Regions from separate parts of the Canis lupus genome. Here region 2 is linked to region 1. The links are chromatin contacts, called in public Hi-C maps. All regions are on one chromosome and are shown on one strand. The core of a region is the stretch at or near the end of the contact, and the rest is flanking DNA. Distances in the headings are between cores, read along the strand shown. Region 1 has its middle 11 kb from the start of SELPLG. Region 2 holds the start of ISCU (iron-sulfur cluster assembly enzyme ISCU, mitochondrial).

The links. A called contact is a pair of places that touch in the nucleus more often than the background predicts.
Region 2: a contact with region 1 is called in a Hi-C map of blood, with 2.9 times the contacts expected there. The contact joins the promoter of ISCU here to the enhancer-like site in region 1. A contact is called at or near these places in 2 of 9 Hi-C or Micro-C datasets (blood and skin fibroblasts).

What each region holds. Positions count from the first base shown.
Region 1 is chr26:18,596,525-18,604,034 of UU_Cfam_GSD_1.0, reverse strand. No RefSeq gene overlaps it. Among named protein-coding and RNA genes, the nearest start is that of SELPLG, 11 kb to the left of the region's middle. Within about 2 kb of position 5,669, at least 1 of the 20 cell types and tissues checked has an H3K27ac peak or open chromatin away from gene starts, as enhancers often do. A contact at or near this core is called in blood, where this site is marked.
Region 2 is chr26:18,658,264-18,664,836 of UU_Cfam_GSD_1.0, reverse strand. It overlaps ISCU (iron-sulfur cluster assembly enzyme ISCU, mitochondrial), which reads left to right and starts at 1,437. Exons shown (of 5, transcript XM_038575445.1): 1 at 1,437-1,598; 2 at 2,990-3,103; 3 at 3,993-4,103; 4 at 6,209-6,287. The coding sequence starts at 1,485. It overlaps SART3 (squamous cell carcinoma antigen recognized by T-cells 3), which reads right to left and starts at 1,105. Exons shown (of 19, transcript XM_038575435.1): 1 at 1-1,105. The coding sequence starts at 377.

The sequences.
Region 1 (7,510 bases), core at 4,420-6,919:
CATAGAGTCAAGGTGAGGGGACCCCACCCTGGAAGGAAGGGAGTGACTGCATGCAGATAAGGATGGTTCTAGGTTCTTGTCCAAGAAGGGAATCAGGGGGGTGGGTGGGGGGAGAAGCCACGGAACACAGATCTTCCTGAGGTCTGCAAATATGAGGTGGCCATTCTTTCAAGATCCATCTCTAGGTGCACAGGTGGTCCTTTTCGCCACAATCAATGACTGGAGCTACATTGCAAATTCCACTGGGGCAAGACCTGCTTTTTTTTTTTTTAAGATTATTTATTCATGAGAGACACAGAGAAAGGCAGAGACATAGAGGAAGAAGAAGGCTGTCTGTAGGGAGCCCGATGCAGAACTCTATCCCAGGACCCCAGGATCACGACCTGAGCCACAGGCAGATGCTCAACCACTGAGCCACCCAGGTGCCCCAAGACTTGCTTATTTTATTTCTCTATCCTGACTCTCTGGTTGTGCCAACTCTGGTATCCCAGGCTGGATGCTCTGAGGTCCAAAAGGCAAGCAGTTCCAGGCTCTGGCCCTCCCTTCCTCTGGCGGGGAAGCCAGCAGGTGAACAAGTAAACAGGTCATGATGCATCGTAATGTCACCTTGCGGTGAGCCAGGGAGGGGCCCCTAACCCACCCTGGTAGGGGAGGGGGCCGGCAAGAGAACCTTCCAAGAAGTGGGTACATGGGATGACAACTAGGGGTGCGCTACCCAGGAGGGTGGGCAGCCCAGGGGGAAACTAAAGGCATCCCAGGCAGACAGCACAGACCAAAGGCCAAGAGACATGAGAAAGCACAGAGCTCTCAGGGGAGTGAAGGAAGGCGTCATCTCCGAGGGTCTGGCCTGTGGCTTCGTACAACGTGGGATGCAGGACATATGCAGAAAGGGGTTCACACCCTGCCTTACACACAGGTTGTTCTAAAATGATAATGGGGGACACCTGAGTGGCTCAGCGGTTGAGCATCTGTCTGCCTCTGGCCCAGGGGGTGATCCCGGAGTCCCAGGATCAAGTTCCGCGTCAGGCTCCCCGCAGGGAGCCTGCTTCTCCCTCTGCCTCACTCTCTGTGTCCCTCAGGAATAAATAAATAAAATCTTTAAAAATATATAAGTAAAATGATAATGGGGATGGGGCGCCTGGGTGACTCAGTCAGTTGGGCGTCTGCCTTCAGCTCAGGTTGTGATCCTGGGGTCCTGAGATCGAGTCCCACATGGGGCTCCCTGCATGGAGCCTGCTTCTCCCTCTGCCTCTGCCTGCCACTGTGCCTGCTTGTGTTCTCTCTCTGTCAAATAAATAAATACAAACTTTAAGAAAAAAATAAAATGATAATGGGGAGACCGTGTGGGTGTACACCATGACAGAACTGTTCCACGGGTGCCTGGGGTGGGCGGGTTGGCCATGCGGGGGTGGTGGGTTCCAGAGCGAGCAGATGCAGAGCCCCACATCCTCCAGATGCATCCCTTTCTCCCTGCGTCAGATGCAGCCACAAGCTGCGTCTCTGGAGGGCCGGGCACAGCCTGCGGAAAAGGAAACTGTACCACAGACCCACCCCTGGTCCTGTAGGCCGTCTGTGAGCTCTGAAAAGCATCCAGGAGCAGGGCCCTGCGGGAGACAACCTGCAAGGCCAGAGGCCTGATAACTGGCCTCCCACAGCTGTGAGACTGTGGGCAGGTCGCTTCTCTGGAGCCTCGGCTTCCTCGCCTGCAAAGCTTCGTAATACAGACGCGTAGCATTTCCTTGGCTCCCGCACACGCCAGGTGCTGTGCATCAGATCAGCTCATGTCACGCTCAGAGCAGTCTTTGGGGGAAGCTGAGACCCAAGGCGAGGCTGGGCCTTGCTCAAGGTCACACAGAGTAGGTGGCAGAGGCAGGTCCAGGTGGCCGGAAGATAGGCCCCTATCTCCAGGCCTGGCCTGTGTTGGTGCCGGCTGAGCGCCCGCATGCAGCGAGTCTGCCCTGCATTCTGGCGAGTGCTCTGTGTAAGGGGAAGGGTCACTTCGTGGCGGGGAAGCAACTTCAAGGTGAGACTTGCGCAGCTGAACGTGCCTCGCACAAGAGCAAATATCGCTAAGAGGATCCGGACTCGTGTCGTCCACGAGAAGACGGTAAAACCACATCTCGTGACACCTAACACCTGTGACACTCAAGCATTCAAAGCGAGCGGGTTTCTACTTCTACAGGCGGGAACCGCACCCCCCCCCCCCACCCGGGTGCTCCAAAGATGCCTTCAGAGATCAAAGCGATGATACTCGATGTGAGAGAAACCCTGGAAAAAAACATCCAAGTGCCATCCTGATGGAAACCTGCTGCTCGGAGGGTGATACGGACGTGAACGCCGCACGTATTGAATGCCCACACAGCACTCACGCCTCGTTAGTGGAAAAGCAGGTGTAAAGATGTATAAACAGGGTGCTCGCAGCTGTGCGTGGGTTCCCGGACGACGCACTGAAAGAAATGCTCACAGTGCTTGTCTCTGCGCGGCCCAATTATGGGCGGCCCTTCCCTTTCTCATACGTCCTCCTCGGTATCTTTAAATAGAAAAATGCGTGTGATATGTCAGCTTTATTATCAGGAAATAGATATTTTAAGCAGCGCAAGGACTTTGTAGATACCCGAGATTTCAGGATGACTCGACTTAGCCCTCTGTCGGTCTCCACCCTTCTGGGGTGTTTGGGGGACTGCCCCTCCCAAGCCCCAACCCTGTGCTTCTCAGGGTTCTAAGTACGGTTTCCCAAGGCCCAGTGGCCACAGCGGTGGGGCCAGTCACATCACTTCCTCAAGTGCTCCTCAGCCTGGTTCTGGAGGATTCTCTGGAGGCGTTTAGGAACCTACTCAGACATCATAGACTAACGGCCTGAGGGCAACTCTTCCCTAGAATAGGACCAAGGAGCTTTTTCTGTAAAGGGCCAGAGATTGAATCTTTTCAGCTTTGTGGATCTGTCCCAAATACCCAACTGCGCGGTGATGACATGGGAACAGCCATAGTCTATATGCAGTAAATGGGTGTGGCTGTGAGCCCATAACATTTTCATTGCAAAAAATAGGCAGTGGGTCAGATTTGACTTACCGGCTAAAGTTTACTGGCCCCTGACCTAGAAAACGAGAGACACTGGCAGTAAGGAGAACCAAATTGCAATAAGAAGCGACCCACCAGGTCCCCGCGAATGGGCAGAATGAAACATGGGTCCCCTTAAGACTATGCCACTGGCTTTCTCAGTGAACGGCACGTGTACTGAGCCCTGAGCGCCAGGCACTAGGATGAGCCGCACACAAGACACACTCTGTCCTTGCCTCTGGGCGCCTATAGATCAGTGGCCAGGGCAAATGCCACCATCCAAGGCCACTGAACGTAGCCAGGTAGAAAAATACAGGTCTGAGAATGAGGAGAATTGGATCCTTGCCTCAGGCCTGCTGTGTTTAGGGAATTCACTTGACCTCTCTGAGATTGTCTCATCTGGAAAATGGAGGCATGAAGGCTTAGTGCAAAATAATGCAAGGAACCAGTAAAAGTCTAAGAGTAGATAGAGCTGCAGATGTAGCAGAGCCCAGTCGCAAAAACCCACTGTGGGTCTCCGGCCCCCAGCCCTCCATGTATATGATCCTTGCAACATGTGCAGGAACACTCTCCCTATGCAGGACTCAATGGCTCCCCATTGCTTTTAGAAGACTCAAATCCCTGACATGGTGGCCAATGCCTTAACCTCCCTTCCCCTCCAGCCTCATCTCACTCCCAGGCCTCCTTGTTCTCTGCTCCAGTGCCTTCTTCTAGCTCCTCTCATGTTTCCTCCTAACACAGGACCTTTGCACGTACAGCTCCGGCTGCCTGGAGCATTCCTTACTGCTCATCACCTGAGTAACTCCTACTCACAATTCAGACCCAGTTCACATGCCATCTCATCAGGAAAAGTCTTTCCTGACCCCTGACCCCATCCATGATCTTAGAACACTGTGACCCTCTCCAATGTGCTTGATACCTACCTCTCTCCTTGGAAGTTCCAGAAGACACCCGTGTCTGTTTCACCCACCATTGCATCTCCTGGGCCAAGCATAGTGCCTGGCATATAAGACTCAACAATGGCCAACATTTATCAGGTGCATCTTCATGGCAGGCACTGTCCTAGGCTCTTGACACATTTGTTTGTCACAATTAAACACCCTGGTAATTTGCCACAAATAATTGCCTCATGAGGAATTATTAGTATTCCTATTTTGGGATGGAAAAAGTCCAAGGTCCAGAGAGGTTAAGTAACTCACCTGAGGTCACACATCTAAGTGAGAGAGCCAGGGTTTAAATCCAAGCTTTCTGTTTACTGAGCCTAAATGCAATCACAATAGATGTTTGTTGAATAAATATGCACATTATCACTGCTTCTCCAGGCAGACCCTGCCCGTTATGATTGGTCTAAGGGGATGCAATGCTCCCCACCACTCTCCAGCAGGATGAGCCACTGAGTGTGAGGTTTCTCTCTATATATGGACCCCCAGTGGTGGGGCTCTCCTTGGAACCAAGGGTCACTTATGGGCCTTTTGGCCAACATGTGCTCCAGGGAGTTCACTAACCAATTACTGCTGGAGCAGCCCCATTTTAAAGCTCCTTGGGCCCCCACTTGGACAACAGAAGACTTGCTCTCCAAGCAGTCTACTATCTCCTTATACCTGGACACTCCTAAATGGTTGTCCGTGCACTAAATGCAGTTTTGCTTATGTTAGCCGATGGGTGAAAACCCTTGTAGCTGCCACGTGATGATGTTTACACCAGCTTAGCGGGGATGAGGGGATGGGGGCACCTGTCAGTTGCATTTCACTCCTCTGTTGTTTCTGGTGGGGAGTGGAGTGGGGAGCTGTTCACACCAGTGACCAGTACAGCTGCAATGAAACTCAAACTGCAGAGACACAGATGCCAGCGAAGCTTAGCTTCGACCCCAGGTGTAAGCTGGTCGAACCATGCATTCAACAATTGAGGAACATGAGAAAAAACATTAAACACCAGTGGAATCCTGAGATTTCGTGGATGGGTAAGGACTGTGTCTGACAGGCTAGGTATGGCTGAGATCTGAACATCACTTTGTGATTTGCTCGAACTCACCGTGGCCCCTCCTTGCCCCTCCCCGCCAGATGCCCATTTACCTGAAAATGGTGCAGAACTGTGGGGGAAACGGCGTTACATCTAGAATCATGCCTGCCCATTTTTTTTTTTAAGATTTTTATAATTTATTTATCCATGAGAGACATGCAGAGAGAAGCAGAGGCATAGGCAGAGGGAGAAGCAGGCTCCCTGCAGGGAGCCCGATGTAGGACTCAATCCCAGGACCCCAGGATCACAACCTGAGCCAAAGGCAGACACTCAACCACTGAGCCACCCGGGTGCCCCAGAATCATGTCTGCCTTCCAAGGTGGCCACTCTGCCTCCTAAGGAAGTGAGGCTCAGGGAAGGGCCCAGGTGGATTTGAGTCCAGGTTGACCAGACCAGACCACAAAGCCTATAGCTTCCCTACCAAACAAGCGTCCAAATGGCTGTGCCCAGTTTCTCTGGGGCAGCATTGGAAAAGTAGCCGCCATGGGTATCCTTTGTTCAAACGAAAGCAAAGATCCTTCTATAGAGAACAGAGCTGCTTTAATGAAAGGGAGGTGGTGGGGGCGGGGTCACACCCAAGGGCCTGCCCTCCCCCCTTCCCCAACACACACATCCTCTTTGATTGAAGGGAGGGCTCACAGGCTGTGATCTGCCAGTCTGAGCCATTGAAAGGGGAAATGGCCACTTTGGGGCCCACCACAGCTGGGATGCAATTCCCCTTCTCAAATGGGAACAGAACCTTGGGGAGTCCTGGATTCTGGTTGTCACTCTGGGCAGCCCCAGAAGCAGCTTCTGGGATGAAGGCCCTCAGAGTGAAGCTGCTCCTCTAGAGTAAACAGAACAGGGGCTCCCCAGGGCTCAAAGGAAGGGGCTGGTCCCAGACCTGGAAGGTCAGAGGGTAATCAAATATAGAAGTGTGCTCCAGGGGGGGCATCCAGGTGGCTCAGTGGTTGATTATCTGCCTTTGGCTCAGGGCATGGTCCTGGGATTAAGTCCTGCATCGGGCTCTCCCCGCAGGGAGCCTGCTTCTCCCTCTGCCTGTGTCTCTGCCTCTGTGTCTCTCATGAATAAATTAATAAAATCTTAAAAAAAAAAAAAGTGCTCCATTCTCAGTGATTTTTCCAACACTAGCAGTTGAAGGAATCAATGCCTCTGATGGCTACCCTGAGCACTGGGCCTGGTGATACAGTGATGGAGAACTCTGGAACTCAAACCTCAAGGGGCTCTGATAAAGGAGGAATACTGGCATGAGGAAGGAGTCTTGGTTGCAAACTCGTCTCAAACTGGCTTAAGTGGCAATGGGATTCCTGGGGTATCTCATGGAATTTGAGGTTAGAACTGTGGCTGGATCCTATGCATGGATTCAGTGAACTAAAGGGACCCAGAAGCCTTTTCTCCACCACTGCACACCTGCTCTGCCCGCTTGCTCCCTAGAATCCCCAAGTCTCTGGCCTCTGCAAAGGGAAACTCAGATTTGGCACCATGAGAAGTGGAGCATTGGCCCAGCCAGGGGAAGGTCATATTCTGGAAGCAAAGGTACTGCTATGCAGACAATCCCATTAGTGTCCCCATTCTCCGAAATGTCTCTATTTTCATTCATTTCTTTAGCAGATATTTTAAAATGTAATCTGCCAGATTCTAGGGATAACAGTGAATAAATGAGTTCTGTCTGTGCAGTTTACATTCAATTCAGGGGAAATAGTAAAAATCTCAAATGAAGTTGATAGATCTAGTGGAAACAAGGTGCTATGGGAAAGATGGCAGGAGAGGAGGAGCAAAGTGGTGAGCCTCACAGACGATGGGTGTTCTGGAGAGAGCAGTGCATGGAAAGATTAAAGGTAGGAGGCCTCCCCGAAAACAAGGGGACATGAGGAGAGGAGGTTAGGGAGACAGCAGGCCCAGCCAAACATGCGGAAGTTAGATTTAATTCTGAGTGGGAAGAAAATCCTATAGAGAGTTTGGACTCTAAATACGGGGTTTGCAAGCTTTTTCTTAATGGGCCAGATTGTACATATTTTCGAATCTGTGGTCACAGAGTCAACTCTGAATGTGTAAAGAAAAAGCAGCCATCGATGTTGCTTAAACAGGAATGGCTATGTTCCAAGAATTTTATGCTAAAACTTGAATTTTATATACTTTTTACTTGTCATTCTTTTTTAGTCCCCCCCCCCCCAACCACTTAAAAATGTAAAAAATCTATTCTTGTGCACTCTACACAAACTTCCAGTGGGGTGGATTTGGCCTGTGGGCCTCAGTTTACTCACTTGTCTTACTACCTTAAATGGTTACTCTGGCCACTGTGTTGAGAACAGACAAAAGTAGGGAGCAGGAAAGTTGGTTTGGAAGCTGTGATAGTCCATTTCATGTCAATTTTACTGGACCATGGGGTACCTAGATTATTTGGGCAAATATTCTGAGTGTGTCCATGAGGGTG
Region 2 (6,573 bases), core at 188-2,687, 65 kb before region 1:
GAAGCTGCGGCCGCCGTCGCCATCTTGCGCTTCCAGTGACTCCCGGGTCTTCTCGCGGCCGCCGAAGACCCGCTGAAGTAGAGGCTGCCCGCGGCGGGCGCCTGACCAAAATTCCGCTCTCCCGGCCACCGAAAGGGAAACCGTGAACCTCGAGTGACGGGAAAACCTCGGAATGCATGGAATTTCGTGTTGCTTTCACATGGGTGTAAAGGTGCTCGCAGAGAAAAAGCTCCCCAACACGGCATGTGTTCCGTTGCAACTTCGGGCAGAAGTTGGGTCTTTGCACCGGAAGTGGGGGCCGTAGAGGAAGTCGCGGGGCGATGATTGAAGTCAACGGTTTGGCGCCATCTTGAGAAGGTCAAAAGGAATCTTGGCATAAACGCCCGTCTTCCCGCCTAACCCGACCCGGAGCTTGGTTCAGCGTCCCCAGCATCTGAGCCTCAAACGAGGAAAAAAGCCTCCAAGTCTTCAGGGAAGGATCGATCACACCCCTCACGAGAAAACCCGTTTCCCAAAGAGATTCCTCCCCTTTACGTAATACCTGGTGCCTAAGTAAGCATTAAATACACGTGTGAGGTTTCTGGTCTTATAGGATCCTATTCTGCAAACCGGTATTAATAAATTTCATGACTAAGCGTTTCTTTGGAAACCCTTCATTTCCAGGCATTGTCACCTAAGTAGGTCAGTTTGCTGCCTTATGAGAAGAGAAATAGATGCAGGCATATACATATACAATCAGGGTATGGCGTGTTCGTTTCCTCAATTAAGCTCCATTTTTGAGGTAGGAAAATACTGTTTGCTCGTTGCATTTCTCCCTCGTTAGTGAGGTTCATTATGTCGGGAACTCATGTGTTTTTCTTTTTCTTGCATGCCCGAAGCCTAGTACAGCGCCTTGACACACGGTAGGTAGGTACTCAAGTCGTACTTGCTCAATGCATGAATTGTCCTTGAATTAGTACAAAAGCGGGGATCGAAGCTTGAAGAGATGATGTCATAAGCCTAGGGCCACGCAGTGGAGAAGGTGCAGAATCAGGATTTTTAACCCAGGATTGCCCTTCTTTGAATCCCAACGGAGTCTGTCTGGGCAACCTTGGACAAGTTACTAAACCGGTCTGACCCTCAACTTCCCAAGCTGCACATGAGGTTCAAAGTAGACTGGCTGATCCGCCGCGCCGGACGCTGGCGACAGGGCTCCGCGAACACAGACCTGGGCCCCCACGCCCGCCGGCGGACACCGCCGCCCCACGCCGGGTCGACAACGCCGCACTCGCGAGCCCTCCAGCTTCAGGCTTTTAGTTCGGCGTCCCGCCCACCCCGGGGGCGTGGTCCAGACGCGGCCAGAGGCGGACACGTGCACCGAGCGCGAGGACGCAGGCGCGAAGTCGCGGTGACGTAACGGGCGCGCGCTCCAAGCCGGAGCCGACTCGCGGGCGCGCTCCCCCCCTCCGCCTCGCACTCGGCCTGCGCAGGCGCAAGCCCGGAAGATGGCGGCGGCTGGGGCTGGCCGTCTGAGGCGGGCGGCGTCGGCCTTGCTGCTCCGGAGCCCGCGCCTGCCTGCCCGGGAACTGTCGGCTCCCGCCCGGCTCTACCACAAGAAGGTAGGGACGGCTGACGGGATGCGCGAGGCCCGCGATGGCAGTGGGGCGGGAGGGCGAGGACCGCCGAGGGGGCCCGGGGACGCCGGCGCTCCGCGGAGGCCCGGCCTGAGGAGGCGCGGCCGCGGGGGCCTCCTCCTGCGGCCGGGCTACGGGCCTCCCTCTCGCGAGACTCGGACCGGACGAGGCTTCCCTCGCTGCGCCGTGACTGCCCGCGCCGCGGCCGGCGGGCGGCGCCCCGGGGAGGGCGACCCTCTGGGACCCGCCACCGACGCCCCCCGGCGCGGGCTGCGGCTTCAGCGGGGGCCGCCGCTACCCGGATGGCCTCGGGCAAGTCCGTGCCCTGCGTCGGGCCTGTTTTCCCCGTCGGTAAAATGGGGACTCAGGCAGCAGCCCCCTCAACGGGAGCCCGCCCGGTGGAAATCACTTAGGGTGCAGTTACTGGTGGAGGAGTTCGTAGGATGCATAATCAGCAGGCATAAGGTTCTAAATTCTTTTTTTTTTTTATTTTTTTCTGGCGGGGGGCGTCGGGGAGTGGAGGTAGGTGCGTAGTTCGCAGCCCTGGCCTTCCGAGGCCGTCGAGTCCCCTAGACCTGAAACGTCCCCGCTCGGGAAACGACTAAGGAACGCGGTGAATCCGCGTGAGGCCGACAGTCCGGACGGGGTCCTGTCCTACAGGTCCTCGCGCTTGGAGTCGAAATCCGTGGTCAGATGGGAAAAGAGACGGGAAGATGGGGTCACTTAGGGCCGCTGGGACACAAGCTCCGAGGCTCCCTTAAAGCCTTTGCGTGCCGTGCGGGTCAGCTGTGCCGGTCGCGGCTTCGGCGGGACCCCGCCCCTCCCCTACCGGGGGGTGTGTTCTGTTGACGGTACACGCGCTCCACGCCCGGGCGCTGCGAGCCTCGCAGCCTGCAGGGCGCGCTGCTCCCCCCGACGGATGGCCCGGCCCTGAAGCTGGCGGGAGGACGGGTCTCGTTGTAGCCTAACAAATAGACACCTTCCGTAGCACTGCTCCTCGTGTGACGTTCTCCTCGAGGCTTCTGGGAAGCCCTTTGATTGCTGGACCGTACTTATTTTTTGGATCCCAAATCTGGTGACTTAGGCGGTGAAGATCAGGTAATTATTTGTGACTAAAAACCCTATGGAGTTAAGGCATGATTTTTGCCGATTTTTTTCTCCAGGAACTCCTTATCTCTGAAGGTAACTGGAGAAGAGGTACGAAAAAGATTGGTTCATAAAGTCTCATTGACAGGAGCGTAAGCCTTCCTCCCCAGGTGACATTTGCTATTTAGGGACAGCCTGACAGGTTCAGCCTGCTGACTTAACATCGAGTTGGGGAGACCCGTAACAAAAAAAAGAGGGATGGTGCATTTCTCTTAACCTTCTCGTTGCAGGTTGTTGATCATTATGAAAATCCTAGAAACGTGGGGTCCCTTGACAAGACATCAAAAAATGTTGGAACTGGATTGGTGGGGGCTCCAGCATGTGGTGACGTAATGAAATTGCAGGTACCGCTGGTTTTCATCCTTAGTGGTAATGACAGCAATCCCTTTGCTCACACAGTGCTTCGCTGTTGACAAAGCATTTGCAAGCACAGCTCTCCATTTGGTCTCTGTCTGGATTCCTGTGAGATGGTGGGATGGGTCAATGTTATTGATTATTAGGGTAGGGACTAAATCTTAGTTCTCCTTTCCCGCACACTGTGCTGACCCTTTAGGTGTCACTTTTCTACTCTATCAGTTTAAATTCCAACTCCAGCTAAGAAGAAAGTTTTGTGAATTTTACTGGTGAAAGGAAAACCACAACCATTCAGTTAGCAGTCCCCAGTGAGACAGGAAATACCACATATCAAGCTCCCCCCCCCAAAGTGGAAACAACACAAAGATAGTAACTGGCACTTTGAGTAAACCTGTACCTTTGTCCACATCTTCATCATGGTGAGGGGACAGCTTGCTGGAGGTCTTCATGCCTGCCTTGGAAAACAGAAGGCAGGAGGGAACCACTAGATGTCATTTCATGCCAGACTATAAAGCACTCACCAGAGACGGTTATTGCAGACTCCCCCCAGTGTGTAAAGATGCAGACGGAATGAGTAGCCAGGAGCAGAACTTCATAGCCAAAAAGCAGACTAGGGTTGCAAAACAAAAAAATGGGTAGGGGCATATTTTTTGTCTTATCTTTACCAGATTAGGCCTGTATCATTTTGGTGATCGTTCCTACATTTGATTCTTCATCACTGAGCCCTTTTGACAAAGCAAATTCAGTAATTAATGTCAAAACTTAAGGTGTGGAAAGCAAGACCAAAGCCCTTGAGGAGAGCCCCCAGTGAACCCCCGTAAATGCAGGATCTATGAGGTGGCATCAGGAACCACTGCTTAACACCTGTCTTTTTTCTAGATTCAAGTGGATGAAAAGGGGAAGATTGTGGATGCCAGGTTTAAAACATTTGGCTGTGGGTCTGCAATTGCCTCCAGCTCTTTAGCCACTGAATGGGTAAAAGGCAAGACGGTAAGGTTGCTTGTAGATGGACAGAATTAAATCATATTCTCAACAAACCTGCCTCTGAGTTAAGGGAGGGTCTAGTTATGGGGGGGCGGCAGGTTTTTGTTTTTGTTTATAAAATATTCTAAGTTTTTTTTTTAATTTCTCCTACTTCGGCTTTGATTAAATTCTCCCTTTGGGGATTATGGATAATTTTGTTGTGTGTTTTGTTTTGAGGGGGGTTTGTTGATCATTTGTTTGGGGGTTTTGGTGGTATTTTGTTTACTTTTGAGAGGGGCAGAGGAAGAGAGAGGGTATTAAGCAGGCTCCACACCCAGCACAGAGACTGAGGCAGGCCTCAGTCTCATAACCCTTAGATCGTGACTTGAGCCAAAATCAAGAGTCAGACATTTAACTGACTAAACCACCCAGGCACACCTGTTTTGTTTTGTTTTTAGTTAAATAGAAAAAAATCTTCACTTCCACCTCTAACAACAACAACAAACTATAAAGAAATCTGTGGCTTTCTCCGAGGTTGTTGATTATTATTTCTTAGGAGTCTAAAGGTGAGAGAGGTTGTATTGTCGTTGGTATTCTTATTCATTACCTTCTATCATGTTTCAGGAAGGATTGCAGGTGGCTTATAATGATTCATGAAATAATGGACAAGCCTGTGCTAAAAGAGAGATTAAAGAATTAAAAACTGCAAAGATTAGGGGCAAAGTGATCAAATCAGGTGTTTGGTCAGCAGGCCCTCTGACGATGGAAATGAGAGAGGCTGGAATGCCTTTTTTGTTTTCTCTGCCAAAGCCTCTTTCCCAGCAGCTGCAGAGGTAGAAGGTCCCAAACCCACTGAAGAGCTAGAGCTTCTAAAATCCAGTCATTAAAACCTCTCAGAAAAGCCAAACTATAGGGCTGCTTATCTTTGCAGCCCCGAGGGACAAGTTCAGGGAGCTGAGTCATGGAGGTGTGTGCTTGGGGAGCTGGGCAGCTCTACTGCAATGCAGTATGCCAGGTCATGTGCTGCCTGCTTCCTGTGGCTCAGGGCCTTCTGGCTGGCAAGCTCCTTTGGCAAGCATAGACCTGACCTGTTCTGGAGGAGGTGGCTTTGAAGTGATTTGTTAAGAACTGTCCTCAGGGAAAGGGGAAGTGAGACAAGGCACCTTTGCTCCCAGGATCTGGCCTTTGAATTGTAATCAGAAAGTGAAGGAAGAGAGCCTTTCTTTGACCTTGAGGTCCTCCTATCTTGAGTTACCAGGAACAGAACGTAAAGCAGAATTATCCTTGAAGTCAGCAGAACTGAGAAACTGGGGAGCAGGTGGGCAAATCTGGCTTTCCTTAAGGCAGCAGGGCTCCATTCCCCATGGGCCTGCCTCATGCCCTTGGGCACTCAAGCAAACTCAAGCATCCTTTTCAGTCTGTTTTGAAGGCATAGATTGTCTTAGGTAGAAGATGATCACAAGACTGGTCTGTGCCACTGCCAAGTGCTGGAGTGCCACTGGCCTATTTGCCATCTCTCAGAGCCCCCTAACACCATTCAAACTTCTAGTTGAAGGGATTTATTTTAAACATTTGGTATAAGACATCAGTGAAGCTGATATTCACAAAACCAGAATAGGAAATCACTGCGCTAAAACAAAAAGACTCCTATCACTGGCCTCAAGCAGACTTCTAAGAGATGTCTCACTGGCTGGCTTGTAGAAAAGGGTCTTTGCCGGCCCTGCTTACCCCAGCCAAGCAGTAGGGTGTGTATATTCCATACTGGAGAGTCCTGGCTGTAGCCTTGATGCACAGTGAGTATCCTTCGGGGTTGGTAAATGGAAATCATCCCCCACCACCCTGTCCTGATGGCCTCTTTGGCCTTCCTTTTTTTTAATTTTTTTTTATTTTTATTTATTTATGATAGTCACAGAGAGAGAGAGAGGCAGAGACATAGGCAGAGGGAGAAGCAGGCTCCATGCACCGGGAGCCTGACGTGGGATTCGATCCCGGGTCTCCAGGATCGCGCCCTGGGCCAAAGGCAGGCGCTAAACCGCTGCGCCACCCAGGAATCCCCTGGCCTTCCATTTTTATTGCTTGTTCCTCAAGCTAGAGCAGTGCTAAAACTGTTAACTCTCACATACGCATCTCAGGTGGAGGAAGCCTTGACCATCAAGAACACGGACATCGCCAAGGAGCTCTGCCTTCCCCCCGTGAAACTGCACTGCTCCAGTAAGTCTCTGCTCCAAAATGCCGACGAGCTTGCACAGTTGGGAGTAATTTTGTCATGGCATCAGCTGGCATTTGTGACAAAGTAATGGCGAGCCCGTTTTGGTTGTGGAGTTCATAATTTTTGGAATGGTTTAAGTCCCCAGGTCTCACAGCCATCTCAAGAGAGTCTTACAGGAAGGAGTGTGTGCTGGGCATCATGCCATGCTTATGGCATCACTTCTAAGACTCAGAAACGTTCTCTAGTCCACAGATAGTGTCATTACCCTTCCTTCTTACAGACAGGGAA